Linked DNA regions of Danio rerio: region 2 is linked to region 1. The links are chromatin contacts, called in public Hi-C maps. All regions are on one chromosome and are shown on one strand. Each heading gives the region's core, a stretch centred on a gene start, on an enhancer-like site or on the middle of the called end of the contact. The rest is flanking DNA. Distances are from core to core; before and after follow the strand shown.

Evidence for each region. Hi-C and Micro-C count contacts between places; a contact is called where the count stands out from the background.
Region 2: a Hi-C map of embryo shows a contact between it and region 1, with 2.4 times the contacts expected there. The contact joins the enhancer-like site here to the promoter of znf521 in region 1. A contact is called at or near these places in 2 of 18 Hi-C or Micro-C datasets (embryo and hematopoietic stem cells).

Annotation. Positions count from the first base shown.
Region 1 is chr20:20,771,656-20,776,519 of GRCz12tu, forward strand. It overlaps znf521 (zinc finger protein 521), which reads left to right and starts at 2,492. Exons shown (of 3, transcript XM_001339531.9): 1 at 2,492-3,001; 2 at 4,023-4,214. The coding sequence starts at 2,683.
Region 2 is chr20:20,996,173-21,001,168 of GRCz12tu, forward strand. No RefSeq gene overlaps it. Among named protein-coding and RNA genes, the nearest start is that of cdc42bpb, 13 kb to the left of the region's middle. Within about 2 kb of position 2,104, at least 3 of the 62 cell types and tissues checked have an H3K27ac peak or open chromatin away from gene starts, as enhancers often do.

The sequences.
Region 1 (4,864 bases), core at 1,242-3,741:
TATGAAAACTGCAACTTCATGCATATTGCACGTTTGGTGTGCCAATACTTGACAACAATGGCACACTATGGGGCAGTACGTGTGCAGGACTATCTTTCTTTACAAACTACTGGTCTGGCATGCAAAATATAGAGTGTTTTTAGAGGTGCCACAAACTGCATTGATCCAATATGCTAAACTGTTCTTTAATATCTGCATAGAAGTTATGTGGCTCAAGTACGAATATTCTCCAGTTTTTTTATGCTCATTTATGCAACAGTTCTTTCTTGTTCTTGAATCTGATTGGTTGAATGCCGTGTGATATTCTGCCAGTAAAAGCACTTGTACCACCCCTTCACCCTTCACCCTTGTATTACTCTGCCCACATACAGCAACAAGCAGAGACACTCTACAGTTTGACAAATATTGCTTCTGTTGTGCAACATAATTTACTTTTGAGGCTTTTTTAGTCGAGAATGTAGTGGTTTAGATTGCAACTATGAAGTTTATTTATAAGGATAGTGCATATTTTAAAATATTAATAATTTCTGAGAGACAGCGTGTCGGCGGCCTTTAGCCTGTCATACTAAGCAAAGACAGTTGAGGTTGTCCATCCACAATGGTGACAGACTGCATAATAAGCCCTTAGAGATGGAACAATACAGCTAAACTTTTCTTAAACTACAGCTGATCAAATCATTATTAAACAGGTAAATGACTTTCTAAGTTTAACTCTCTCTCTTTTTTATGTCCAATAGCTCTACCAACCCGTATGGGGAGACTCATCAAATGCTTATAATAAATGTTTGCAAAGCCATGTAATACTTTCGAAAATCATGATCGCTATATATATCCATATCTGATGACTGGATAATAATTATTTTTTTATAAATTGTTAACATTTTGGTATCTGTGATGCAGCAATTCCAGAGAATGATGTGTACACTATGATTTTTAAATTCACTTTAATGTGTGATATATCTAAAAAATGGCCATAAACAACTATTTTCTCAATTAAAATGAGTAGCAGCTTGGACCCGTCGCCTCACAGCAAGAAGGTCGCTGGTTCAAGTCCCGGCTGGGCCAATTGGCTATTCTATGTGTGGAGTTTGCATGTTCTCCCCGCGTTCATTTGGATTTCTTCCAGGTGCTCCGATTTCCCCTACAGTCCAAAGACCGGCACAATAGGTGAATTAAATAAACTGTCCATAGTGTATGTGTGTGCATGTGAAAGTGTATGGGTGTGGCGACCCCTGATGAATAAAGGGACTAAGCTGAAGGACAATGAATGAATGAATTTTCATTCTATGGCACCTTTAATATTAATATTAATATTAATACCTTTAGTATTAATTGTGGCTAACTATTTCTTTAAGAGCTTAATAGGCTTTATATTTTATGCCTATTAGTGGTTCTGAAATAATAACATACATTATAAGTCTTTCTCACTCAGAATAACAAAATTAACTCTCTCAGTTCTTAACTTTAAAAAAGTGAATCAATCAAAACAACAATCTAGAGCAAATGACTGTTTTTATTATTATTTTTGCTCAAGAAGATTCACTGCAAAGTATTTGTTTTCAAATGGTCTAATAAAACCAATTGGGTGCTTGAGGATATGAAGCAGAACAGCTTTCCTCCCTGGAGATACTCTGATTGGCTGATATATTATTTCCTTCATGATCTCCTTTGTGCAAAGGTTGCTTTTGCATGTCAATACGGTCTATTTAAAGCTACACTACATATTCACAAATATGCTTATACTCGGGTGCGCTGCAGATTCCTAATGTCATCTGACAGTTTAACTCACTACAAGGATTCTTAAGGGTAGAGTCAACCCAAACTACACATCACTGACCCAAAGTCTTTATGCTGGAATCTCAGGACCTGACAGATGTATTATGTCGTGGTGTGTGTCTTCATCACAACATTCCCTTCTCTATTCACAAAACAGTCACAGACAAGTGTCTCAGCAGCTAATTCAAAACTCATTAGAAACATGCAATTGCAGAGCAGACTCCCAAAGGGATCCAGCTTTCTAATCAACGTTCCCCACTGCAAAGCCCATCCAACGGGGCGGCTCATAACTAACGTTTCCACAGAGAAATTAAACCGAGGTGTCATTATGAAGGAAGACGCTCCTCTGATGATTTCATTACAACAGTGCCATATGTTTGATGCTATATTGTAGATTTTTCAAATGTTACATGAGCATTTTCTCTTCTTGGTTGTTTTATTTCTTTGATTTGAAAGAAACGTATGAATTATGGAGTGAATGCTCCCACTCTCAGCCAAAATGAGACGTTTTGGGAATTTTAAAAAATAAAATGAGGTTTAAATGTTGTTTACATACACTCATTTAACCTTTCATTCTGAGGAAATTTTACTATTTAAATATTTAATATGTCCAGATCCTAAACTTAAAAGTCAGATTTGATACAATCTTAAATATTTCTAACAAAAGTAATGTATTAAATTTAATTAAAATAATTATAGTAAGCCAATATATTTAGACTACTGTAAGCACATACAGCAAGCACGCTCTCATTATGTAGTCTTCTTTGCTGTTTACTTGCATTCAGCTTACGAAATTCTTGTAGAAAAAACGTGACGTGAAGTAAAAACGAGAACTATTTTTACACCGTGAACTAGTAAACTCAACACTCTTCAACTTTAAACAAGTTAACTCAAACTAAAAAGTATATGAACGATAAAACTGTGGTTCAGCTCTGTGTGTGCGCGTGTTCACGTGAGTACAGCGATTACGCATCTCGCGCGCGTCCCCGGTGGCGCAGCGCGTGTATGGAGTCATCCCGCTGCTGTAGGCGGGGGCGAGCCCCTTTGCCCGTCATATTAATGTGCTTTCCCGCTATTCCAGTTCATGAAATAACACTCAAGTGTTTGCTCTTGTTCGCCGCCTGCGCTTTCAAACAGTGGACAGCAACTCAACCCGTTTACTGGCAGCTGCTGAAGCCCTCTATAATGTCTCGTCGAAAGCAAGCGAAACCAAGATCTTTGAAAGGTACGAAAGGTTTTTATTTAATCACTTGTTTCCTTGTGGTTTTGAGTGAAACTCCACAGTAGGCAAATCGACCCTAATACGTTGTAGATAGACTTCAGATCGATGTTGCGGAGTAGACCAGAAGAGGATAATGTAATTGTTCTGCAGAACTTTCATTTCACTTCCACTGTATTCTTATAAAGTCTTTAATTAGTCTTTAATTAGGAGTGTGTTACCATATTAGGCACGTAATACACATGATAGCATACATATCGATGAAGATTAACTTATTAAGGTAGGCTACTCTTGTGGTATTAGGAACAACAAAGTTTTCACAGCTGTTTTAATAATGTGTGAGCGATTTTGCTTTGTTTGGGAGGACTAAATGTCCTAGCTAGGACAGAGAATGTAAATGACTGAGGAATACAGCTTAATAAACATATAATAATGTATAACAATTAAATGTAAATGCATGTTAGATTTAGGAGCAGGGGACAGATAATATGTAACTCTCTCAGTATAAAACAACAGAAGACAAATTCAGAAACATGACATAAAAATGAATAAATGCGAGTTTAAAAATTTTCTAATGTTTTTATGTTTGCTGGGTATAAAGCTTAGTATGTTTCCTGACATGTTGCTGTCACTTTGAATTACAGATGTTACCAGAATAATTGCAGAATAAGTCTGTATAATGAAAAATTAAACTTTTGAAGTTGTTTCTCTGCGCATTTTATTTGCATAGTTTTCCCTGTAGAGGTAATTCTATAGTTCATCGTGCTGTCATTAAAAACAGAAAATGTTATATTTCAAGCATCTGCTTCTTGTCTTCTGTACACCATTTTATTTAAAAAACAAACAAGCACACAAGGGTACTCCATAGCTAGATGAAAAACAGATCAAAATGTCTATATTTGTTTGCACTTTTCAGGATAACCCTGTGCGCGCCAGGTGATCCACTTAAAGTGCTAGCTTTTTTAGCAATGTAAATTAAATTACATTTAGCACCTATGGTCATCATGAGTCAATCTCTTCTATACAGGTCATGAAAACCGGTTAAATGCAAATGACGATGGGATGAATATGGGAAAGAAAGATTGCTCAGAGGAGAGGGGCAAAGAATGGGATGAGGAAAGTAACAGACATGGACAAGGGAAAGAAGAAAGTGCTGAAGAGCCTACAAACCTACCACAATCAGAATCACCGGTCCAAACAAAGTACTGCCATAGTTCAGGTAAACACATTATCCTGAATAAACTGTGAATATATTCACTCTATTTGTCTGTATCCTTTATACAAGAAGATTACAAAGAGAGACCTCCGGGGTTTTATATTGCAGGTTTAGTGTTTCTTGGTGTTTTTGTGACCTTTGAATTTGGTATATTTGCAATTCCCCATTTGCACACAAACATAACGAATCATGCCCTTACAAGTGATTCTGGATTTATGATACTTAAATAGCTAATCGTGTTTTTATGTATTAAATCTTTTAAAGCAGATACAGTAATTTGATTCAGTGTAAGCATGGATTTGGTTCAATGGTTTTTGGTTTGTTTTTATGTCTTGTAAATATTCAGTACTTTAAAGTAGCAGCACTGCATTTGTTCAAACTGTGAATCTGGTCCTCTCACACTGACAGCAATTTTAGTCACAGTGGGATTGCTCATTATGTGGCCACATGCCGAGCTAATTACATCTAAAAAAGTGTGAAAAAGAGCATCCAATTCATATTTTTTGGTGTTTAGTCTGCTCTTATGAGGTTGGCTTATATTTAAAACTGCCAGACATCAGCAAGACGGTCCTTTTGAAACTTTTAATCTGAAGTGTTTGGGAAGATACAAGGTACTATTCATTTACCATTAATTTAAGCATCGTTTTTAAAGT
Region 2 (4,996 bases), core at 854-3,353, 220 kb after region 1:
GGGTTGTAGCTAGAAGGGCATCCTCTGTCTAAAACATATGCTAGCATAAGTTGGTTGTTCATTCTGCTTTGGTGACCCCTGTATATAAAGTAAATAAAGGGACTAAGCCGAAGGAAAATGAAAAAATATTGAAGATGTACTTTATGGTCATCAAAGGTCAAGTGGTGTTTATTAAACACTAAAAGGGATCTGACACTGACTCAAAATTAAGATATACTGATATTTATTGCTTATAATTATTGAAGAACTGTCTCAGTTATATTCCTACATTTTAAAGGGATTGTTTACCCAAAATGTTAAAAACATTTGCTGTTCATTTCCAAGCTTTGGGTAATGCTGTAAATAAAATGCAGTTTCTGAGCAATCAATACATAAATCAGTCAATACATAGTTAAAGTCAGAATTATTAACCCCCCTAAATTATTAACCCCACTGTTTATTTTCCCCCCAATTTCTGTTTAACGGAAACAGAAAGTGAAATTTATTTGATTTATCAATTTATTGATTTATTTTATCTTTGCCATGATGACAGTTAATAATATTTGACTAGATATTTTTCAAAACACTTCTATACAGATTAAAGTGACATGTAAAAGCTTAACTAGGTTATTTAGGTTAACTAAGTAGGTTAGGGTAATTAGACAAGTTATAGTTTAATAATGGTTTGTTCTGTAGACATCTGAAAAAAAAATAGCTTAAAAGGGCTAATAATTTTGACCTTAAAATGTTTATTTTTTAAAATTAAAATCTGATTTTATTGTAGCCTAAATAAAACAAATAACACTTTCTCCAGAAGAAAAAATATTATCAGACATACTGTGAAAATTTCCTTGCTCTGTTAAACATCATTTGGGAAAGATTTAAAAAAGAAAAGAAAATTCAAAGGGGGGCTAATAATTCTGACTTAAAATTTAGGACTGCACAGTATAATGTTTCAGCATCGATATCAAAATGTGATCATTTGCAATAGTCACATCGCAGGATATGCAATGTTGAGTCTTTATTATAGTGTGTTTTTGAGACCTGTGACTGTAGAAGGACTTTAAAAGCATTCACGTACAATAAACTGAACGGTTTCTAACTTAAATAATGATTAATTTCATTTAAATATTTATACAAAAAAGACTATGCAGTATTATTATACATTTGATTATTCAATTACTGTACCTGAATACTGTTAGACTCCTCGGAAAACAATAGAAAAGTGTTTATTTCATTTCTATCACTTTCTTTATTATATTACATTATTTAATATGTTTATTTGTTAGACTTTTATGAAGATGTACTGCCCTTAAGAATCATTCCAATCATTCTTAAATGATCAGATCTCCCTAAAAGAAAAATGTTCAAGTCATCAGGTGAAATTGTATCCATAGTGCAATATATATCGGAGAATACCAAAATATTGCAATGTTAGATTTTTCCAATATCGTGCAGCCCTAATACATCCACAATATATTGTCAGGGCTCACAGGTATTAATGTTTTGTGTGTTTGCTGGATTATGTGTGACTTGGGTTACAAAAAACATGATAATATGCTGTATGCTGTTGTTTTTGCACTGTCAGTATTATGCACTGTCTATATTTTGTACTGTCTGGAGCCAGCACCTAAGCTTTTCAATCATCATAGCACACGTGCTGCTGATGATGTGACAATAAAAGTGATTTGATTTAATTTGATTTGATTTGATATATCATCTATTTTTGTGTTCCACACCTGAACAAGCAGTGGGTTTTTAAACATGACAGATTTTTTAATCTGAAGTGAACTACATTTGTATCAAAATGGTACAAAATAATGTTATTCAAGGTTGTGTGACTATGTCAAAAGTAGTCTAAAAGTTAAAAAGTCGACAGATTATTACATAACTAACTACAATTCCTATCATATTAATGGTACTCACTATTGGACTGCAATTTGTAGGTAATTTAACTCAAATCTTTCATTTTCTTTGAAGTAGGAATGCGTGATCGCTGTGCTGAACCGACACTGACTCTTTAGTGTTTAAAAATTAACATCCACAGAGGTATATGTGTCAAAATGGATACCTCTCCTTGTCAAGTTACAGAGCCACTGGAAAAATCCGACTGCCAAGTGGCTGAGGTCTGGGTTTTGCTGGATCCTGGGCTGCGAGATGATCACCCGGAGCCTCTATATGAACGGCAGCATCTCCTTTCACTGGACGCTCGCTGTGACATCATCATCATCCTCATAATCAAGCTTGAGCCAATAGGAAGGCGAGGTGCTGTAACCTCCGACATCTGACTTCTAGCCCTGTTTTCCATCACGCCCTGTGTTCCATCACACTGTGTAATGTGAAACAGAAATGTTAGCATAAGATACCGGCCTAATAGTTAAGTGAGTGTATGAACTCCAGAGGTCTTGACTTTACATCACAAATGGAGTCACTTCCAGACAGGTTTAAATATTCTGACAAATACATCGCTCACGACTGATTTTATCATATCTGACTGTCGTATCTAAGAGGTAAAAATATAATAAAACAGTACAACTGAACACACATCCAGCCACACAAAATAAAGCAACACAGTGTGTTTAAAGGTGTCATGAAAATCTGGGTATAGACATAGCAGAATATTAAGAGTTCAGTACATGGTAATGACATACCATTTGTGTCAAACACTATTGTTTCCCTGTTCAAAACGCAAATCCAGTGAAAACAGACCAATCAAAAGACTGTGGAGATCCACATGGGATCATTTAAATGCATTTCTCAGCAGCATTTGATTGATTTCCTAATGTGAAATCCCCCCAACTTAATCCTCAATATTTTTTATTTGATCTAAACTTAAATTTTACTGTACATAGGCAATGTGTGACTCTTATTTTGAAAAAGTAAAGTAGCTTTCTGTGAAGCAAGCAGCCATGCATGACCATGAAGAGTCAACGCACAATGCGGAATACATGGATGCTAAATTTATTTATCGCCAACCTGAAGAGTCATAAGGTCTGTTTATCTGTATCTTTTGTTAGTTTAACATGTATCTTAAGATATTTGCAATGTGTGTTGGTAATGAGGCAACAAACATAAGTAGCAAAAGATTCAAAGTAGATCGGCACACTGCCACTTTAGCTCTCAAAAAATTTTTTTTTTTTTTTTTTTTTTAGTCAAAATTACAAAAACACTACGTTTCGACCGACATGGTCTTCATCAGGTCACCTGATGAAGACCATGTCGGTCGAAACGTAGTGTTTTTGTAATTTTGACTAAAAAAAAAAAAAAAAAAAAAAAAAAAAAAAATTTGAGAGCTAAAGTGGCAGTGTGCCGATCTACTTTGAATCTTTTGCTACTTATGTTTGTTTTTTGATCGTGCACCTGCCTTCAAGATTTTTCTAGATGTGCGCACATTTCTGTTTTTTGCAATGAGGCAACAAACACATGTAGACTGCTGAATATGTAACTTTTATTGTATCTTTCACAATAAATGTAAAAAACTCATTTGCTTATGCTTAGGTTGATATTAAATCCTGGTTGTGTTTTATGTTAAATGCACTAAATACATTTCTGTCTGCCTCTTTTGTTGAGTATAATCGTAATTAACCAAATTTTCATCCATAACACAACTCAGGAGTAAACTAGATTACTTTGGTGGCATAAAGTTACTTACTCACTCCTACTTAACATAAGCCACTTGACCACTTCTCTATCATTCAGTTATCAAAACTGCCGTTTAAAAAGTCATTTACTCCATTTGTTTCAGTCACATGGTTATGCTTTTTTGTGAACAAACTGCATAAAAGAAAAATGGTGGTTTTGAAAATACCCGTGTTCCTGTTGACAGGGTCTCAGAGCAGAGCTCATCAATAATAATCACAAACCTTCCAAATATGGTCAAAACCACCCATCTCATATTAAGTCCAATCATAGGGCTTGAAAATACAACTTTAATAACCTTTTCTGGAGAATTTTTGCACTTATTATAAGCTACATAACTTCCTTTTCAACATCAGAGAAATTTAAAAAAAGTATTATATCAATGCATTCTGTGGCACCTTTTTATGATCTATGCAATAGGATGATTTGGGTATGGGGGAGTTCATTATGAAAGACTGGTGTTCATGAAATTCATGATGTTGCAGATGATTACAAAAATATCAACCAGGAATTAACATTTAACATGTTAATTTACTCACCTTTGAGCCAGTAGAAGATTTTTAGCTGAAAACATGGTCCATTGAGATTCATAAAGCGAATTTAACAGCAATACTAGCACCTTTGAGAGTCAAAAAACAAAAATAATATTAATATTTATTGTTCTGACACTGGGGTGAGGCATTGGCGCAGTAGGTAGTGCTGTCGCCTCACAGCAAGAAGGTCGCTGGTTCGAACCTCGGCTCAGTTGGCGTTTCTGTGTGGAGTTCGCATGTTCTCCCCGCCTTCGCGTGGGTTTCTTCCGGGTGCTCCGGTTTCCCCCACAGTCCAAAGACATGTGGTACAGGTGAATTGGGTAGGCTAAATTGTCCGTAGTGTATGAGTGTGTGTGTGGATGTTTCCCGGAGATGGGTGTGGCTGGAAGGGCATCCGCTGCGTAAAAACTTGCTGGATAAGTTGGCGGTTCATTCCGCTGTGGTGACCTCAGATTAATAAAGAGACTAAGCCGAGAAGAAAATGAATGAATGAATGTTCTGACACTGCTGATGTTAAGAACTTAAAGGATTTTAGCAAAAAAAAAAAAAAAAAAACGTTGTGCTTTTTTAAAGGATATTTTTCAAAAAAGAAATGCATTATATATATACACACACACACACACACATATATATATATATATATATATATATATATATATATATATATATATATATATATATATATATATATATATATATATTCATTTTCTTTTCAGCTTTACTAGTCACTTTACTAGTTACTTTTTCACCTTTATTAGTCAGGTGTTGCCACAGCGGAATGAACCACCAACTTATGCAGTAAATGTTTTACACAGCAAATGCCCTTCCAACTGCAACACAACACT